Regions from separate parts of the Zea mays genome. Here region 2 is linked to region 1. Evidence: chromatin contacts called from public Hi-C data. All regions are on one chromosome and are shown on one strand. Each heading gives the region's core, a stretch centred on a gene start, on an enhancer-like site or on the middle of the called end of the contact. The rest is flanking DNA. Distances are from core to core; before and after follow the strand shown.

Region 1 (2,700 bases), core at 7-2,506:
CCAGGATTCTTGAGTAGGAAGTAGGAAATATATATAGAGAAACTACATGTAGGTAAGTTATGATGTAGATCCCAATTCTAAACTTGGGCAAACAAGTTAAGAGGAATAAAGTTCTGAACATATCATGTAACATCAATTTAATCTGCTAGCTATACTCTGTATGATTTTTCACACGCATGGTATTGTACAGAACAAAAATAATTCCTAGGAAGATAAATTTGGGAAATAGCCAGCATTACACAACTTGATCTCAGTGAAAAAATGGTAACCCTAACGTGTTATTCTGGTACGTCAAGATAAAACACTTCATTTTAAATGTGACAAAATGAATACGTTATGGACAAAGTCGCATACATCAATCAGAGCTGGTTGGGCCGTTGGGGGAACTTGTTTGGCAGTCGCAAAAGAATCCAAGATGTGTATAATGGCACATTTTAGAGTGACTAGGACCCATTTCCGTATTTCTCACGTCTTTACGGATTCCTTTATGGTCCATAAATATGTAACCCTTAGTCTGTCATATTATAAATCGAAATGTACTGTAACTCTCATGGTAAGCAAGGATGTTAGGATGGAGTGATACGAAACAACTATAAGCCATAATCCAAAATACCACGAAGATTACACAAACCTTGTTTAGTGAGGACAAGATGTGGTTTCCTAGGGCCCTGCATATCGACAAGGTCATTGTCGCTGCTGTGTGCATTCTTCATCTCCGAACAACCAATAAGATTTGACTTTTTCGTTTTTTATATACAAATTAAATTTCAAGCTCGTATTTTCTGATGTGATTGAGGACATCATAAATTATATCAGAAAAATATGTTAATATTTATTATTATTATTTTATATTTAATTTTGTATCATTAAAATTATTATCTTCTCTGATCTATGACCAATGAAAATAATTATAAAAATAAAATATTTTTTCTAGACTAAATTATGATATTAACTACTAATCAACAAAATTTAAATTGAAAACTTAGTTTAGAAATAAAAAGATAAATTTTGTTCAAGGGATAAATTGAACTAACTCAAATGAAATGATAGAGGGTAAAATGAATTAAAAAATATTTTTTTAACTAGCGCGACACTCCGAAACTAGACCGTCGTGGGTCGATCCGATGGAAATTCTCGGGGCCTGATCACTTTTGGCCCAACGGACCCATGCCGTCTGCCAGCAGCCAACGCCAAAAGCGCTTGGGAACAGGATGAGGTGTGGGAGTGGGACCGTCAGAGACTCGGCTACCTCTCCTGCAAAATGGCTATGGCAGTGGCTTCCTTCGTCGCCGCTTCGCACCACCACGGCAGTCACCTGGCCGCCGGCGTCCCCTTCTCCGCGCGAGTAGGCAGGAGCTTAGGCCGCAGTGGCGTCACCATCTACATGAGAGCCCAGGTGGACGTACAACCGAGCTAACTTCCTCTCTCTCTCTCTCTCTTTCTCCTCCCACAGCTGGCAGCATCCCCCAATTCGCACACACTTGCCCTTGTTTTACTCTGTTCCATTCTCTCGCAGAAGAAGCGCAATAGTGAATCTGGGAGCAGTAGCGGAGGTGGGGACGTGCGGGCCAGCAGCGGGCGGCGAGTGTGGCGTCGTCGGAAACTGGTATTTGCATCAACCAAACAATGCTTGGAATTCCATACTTATCTCACTCGGCATGGTAGCGAATTAGCACGCTAGAAGGAGAAGTTTTCTACCAAATTTCGGAATCAGTATAATCTATACAAGGTTTGAAGGCAACATTCCTGTAGCGCTGCAGCTGCTGCAAAGCGGTACAAAACAGTGTTGCAAACAGCAACAGCTGCAGCCTTACAAAGAAGTGCAGCCGAGTGGCAATTATGTTTAGCAGTTTAGGAGGCCCAAAAAGCATCATCGGCGCTGTAGTTCCAAGATCATCAGTACTAGCTGTTCCAAGTGACAATTCCACTTCTCTTTTGGGTTAACAATGTAGCCTTATTCACCATTGGTTCATTAATTAAGTGGACCTACAGGCACAACTATGGCATTGACATGCCACAGTTGTTTATGCAAACAATAGAATGCAAATTGCAATGGATCTCTGTAGCAGTCACGTCTGTCTATGGTTATGCACGTGGGACAATCGTTTATCACCCTTTTGAATTCACAGCATTTACTAACCTTCCTCTATGCGTCACACTTAACTATGTATCATACTTGCAGACCAAAGAGGATGACATGTTGCGTTACAAGTTGGATCGTATCCCTTTTCTAGAGGAGAAGGTGAGAAAAGTAAGGGAGAATGGGAAGATCATATGCCTGGACATTAATCAGCTGATGTTATCTCAAGAGAATAGATTTGCATTCACCATGGAGGTGGCTGAAGAAGCTAATGTCTATCTTGAGAAGAACAGGCATGAATATGGGCTGAAGAAGCCTATACTGCATGTTCTCAGTGACCGCATGAATGAAGCTGGGTTTTCTCGGCCTGAGGGTTACCTTTATCCTTATCCTATTAAGCCTGGTCCTTATTTCATTAAAGAGGAAGGAAATTGAGTAAAATCACGTGCTACTTGGTAAGTGCATTCGACAATTTTACTACCAGGTGTTTCTTTTTGTACAGTTTTTCCTTTTCCTTTTATCAGTCTGTCTGTTTCATCAGCTGTACCTTTGGGATGAGTGTGGTGTCAATTGACATGCAAGAGGGCCTGTGTAGTCAAAATTTGAAGAAAAAGGGATGA
Region 2 (2,752 bases), core at 108-2,607, 340 kb after region 1:
GACAATTGATAAAGCATGTAACCTTCTAGGTGGGAACTAATGCTAAATCCGAGGACTTGTCAGAATGTAATGTGACTGGATAGCATAGCAAACTGATTGAGCAATGCTGAATGTCAAAATTAAGACCAAACCCGCTGTTCAGTTGCCTTCAACCAATTCGCCTCTGAAGTTCAACCGTACTACGGCCTCTGTTTGACACCGGGGATGAAACCATGAGACCAGAGTCGAGCTCGCGAGGTGGCTACCGTACCGAGAGGTTGAAGAGCACGATGGAGACGCCGGTGAGGAGGCCCACGAGGCAGGCGGCGAGCGTGACGAGGTCGCGGCCAGCCACTGGCTCCTCCGGGGCCTCCTCCACCTCCTCGTCTCCGCGCGCGGCCTCGCTCTCCTCCTCCGTCACCGCTCGTCGAACGACCCGAAGGCGCGCGCTCCCGCCGCGCCGTGACGACAGCTCCAGAGAGCGGCCGCCCGCGCGGCGCAGGCGGAGGAGAGTGGGCGCGGAGTGGGGCGAGGCGAGGAGGATGAGCGAGGACAAGGAGGGGGCTGCGAATGCCGCCATGGGGGGCTCTGATCGTTCACCGGCTATCTCAGCCTCATCTCGTAAATCGTGAATTGCGCGCTGAGCCACTGGCTCACGAAGGCAAAGGGTGAAGGGGGGGAGAGAAACGGCACGCCGGCAAGCGAACGAACTACTCCGAGTTGCTGACTTGCTGTACCGTCGCTCGGCGGAGGCCGGAGGGAGCCGTTTTTTTCTTTTTCTCGCTCGTTTTTTGCGTGGCCGTGAACCCGCGACGCGTCCCGTTTTATCCTCGGAGCCTGCCTCGCTTTCTCTCTCCTCTGCCGCACAAGCATGCTGCTAAACTAAGATGGGCCCTGGACGTTGGCGATGCTAGCCTGCTGATCCGTTGGGCCTGGCCCTGGACGTTGGCGATGCTAGGCTGCTGCCAGCTGACGCTCTATCTTGGGAACTCTCACTCCTACATTGGTCTTGCTCGCAACCTTCATAAACCCAAAAAGTTCACCATTTCTAGAATCATTTTTTTCAACATAGTTTTGTTTGGATCTGGCCATGATAGTGTCGAGGACGAGCTGCCCCAAGTCAACATCGGCGGTCAAGACCAAAAACTGACCGCAGCAAACGTTCACTCCGATGACACACTGCGTTGCCCATCCTCATTTCCGTCGCCCGGAACCAGGCATCTACCAACCGTACAAAATAACAAAGCTGGTAGTGACACGCGGACAAGGGAGGTAACGCTCTTAAATTATATGCTTGTACGTAGCATACAAGCTGCGTGCCTACAAATAAAACTCATAGGCGACCACACCGGCGCGTACGTGCACAGCATGGCGCATCAACATCACCACCAGCACAATGGCCGGCACGGCGGCGGTCACCGCCTGGAGACGGTGATCGACATGGCGCAGCAGCAGCCGGAGAAGCCAGCAGGCGTGGGGCGGTTCGGCTTCACGGGCGGTCTGGAGTTCACCGGCCTCACGTACACGGTCGTGAAGAAGCAGCGCGGCGCCGGCGGGGAGTGGGAGAAGAAGGACGTGGACCTGCTGCACGAGATCACCGGGTACGCTCCCAAGGGGTGCGTCACGGCCGTCATGGGCCCCAGCGGCGCCGGCAAGTCCACGTTCCTGGACGCGCTCGCCGGGCGCATCGCCAGCCTCGACGGCCGCGTGGCGCTGGACGGCGTCGAGATGAGCCCCAGCCTCATCAAGCGCTCATCGGCCTACGTCATGCAGGACGACCGCCTGTTCCCCATGCTCACCGTCTACGAGACGCTCATGTTCGCCGCCGACTTCCGGCTCGGTTCCTCCGTCTCCGCCTCTGACAAGAAGCTCCGCGTCGAGAACCTCATCGAGCAGCTCGGCCTCACCGTACGATATTTTTTTTTTGTAGTATTATTAACCGCACCCACACACACTGCAACTGTTGCATTACTCTTCTGCTTCAAAACAGAACACACTGAGACACCTATATATCATGCATGCAGTCCTCGAGAAACACGTACATCGGAGATGAGGGCACGAGGGGGGTGTCCGGCGGCGAGCGCCGGCGCGTCTCGATCGGCGTGGACATCATCCACGGGCCGGCGCTTCTGTTCCTGGACGAGCCGACGTCGGGGCTGGACTCGACGAGCGCGCACAGCGTGATCGAGAAGGTGCACGACATCGCGTGCGCCGGTAGCACCGTGGTGCTCACCATCCACCAGCCGTCCTCGCGCATCCTGCTGCTGCTGGACCACCTCATCATCCTGGCGCGCGGGCAGCTCATGTACAGCGGTGGGCCCAAGGAGGTGACCGCGCACCTTGGCCGCATGGGGCGCAAGGTGCCCAAGGGGGAGAGCTCCATCGAGCACCTCCTGGACGTCATCCAGGAGTACGAGCAGTCGGAGTTCGGCGTGAAGGCGCTGGCCGAGTTCTGCCTCACCGGCCTGAAGCCGCCCAAGCTCACCGCCACCTACGGGGCCGAGGGGCTGTCCACCGTGTCCAGCATCGTCCAGACGCCAATCTCGGGTCCCGGCGGCGGCGACGACGACGACTTCGATCGCAGCCTGAGGAGCCAGCACTCCAAGTCTCCGTGGAGCGGCGTGCGCCTGACGCCGTCCCGGCGCCCCAGGCACAAGGACCAGCAACACGGGAGGCCAGGCCCCGGCCCCGGCCCCGGCAACCACAGGTACACGCCGGACATCGTGATGGGAACGCCGACGCCGCTGAGCAGCGCGTACACGGTGAACGAGGA

What was found. Hi-C and Micro-C count contacts between places; a contact is called where the count stands out from the background.
Region 2: a contact with region 1 is called in a Hi-C map of tassel, with 2.7 times the contacts expected there. The contact joins the promoter of LOC103652525 here to the promoter of LOC100273331 in region 1. A contact is called at or near these places in 5 of 25 Hi-C or Micro-C datasets (endosperm, leaf, seedling and 1 more) and 2 of 3 datasets of contacts at active chromatin or transcription factors (leaf and seedling).

The regions. Positions count from the first base shown.
Region 1 is chr3:210,003,476-210,006,175 of Zm-B73-REFERENCE-NAM-5.0, forward strand. It overlaps LOC100273331 (Protein PLASTID TRANSCRIPTIONALLY ACTIVE 7), which reads left to right and starts at 1,257. Exons shown (of 4, transcript NM_001360238.1): 1 at 1,257-1,396; 2 at 1,517-1,606; 3 at 2,183-2,535. The coding sequence starts at 1,262. The coding sequence ends at 2,515.
Region 2 is chr3:210,344,248-210,346,999 of Zm-B73-REFERENCE-NAM-5.0, forward strand. It overlaps LOC103652525 (ABC transporter G family member STR2), which reads left to right and starts at 1,358. Exons shown (of 3, transcript XM_008678085.2): 1 at 1,358-1,887; 2 at 2,004-2,752. The coding sequence starts at 1,420. LOC103651283 (chloride channel protein CLC-e) reads right to left here and starts at 705. Exons shown (of 8, transcript XR_002268197.2): 1 at 251-705.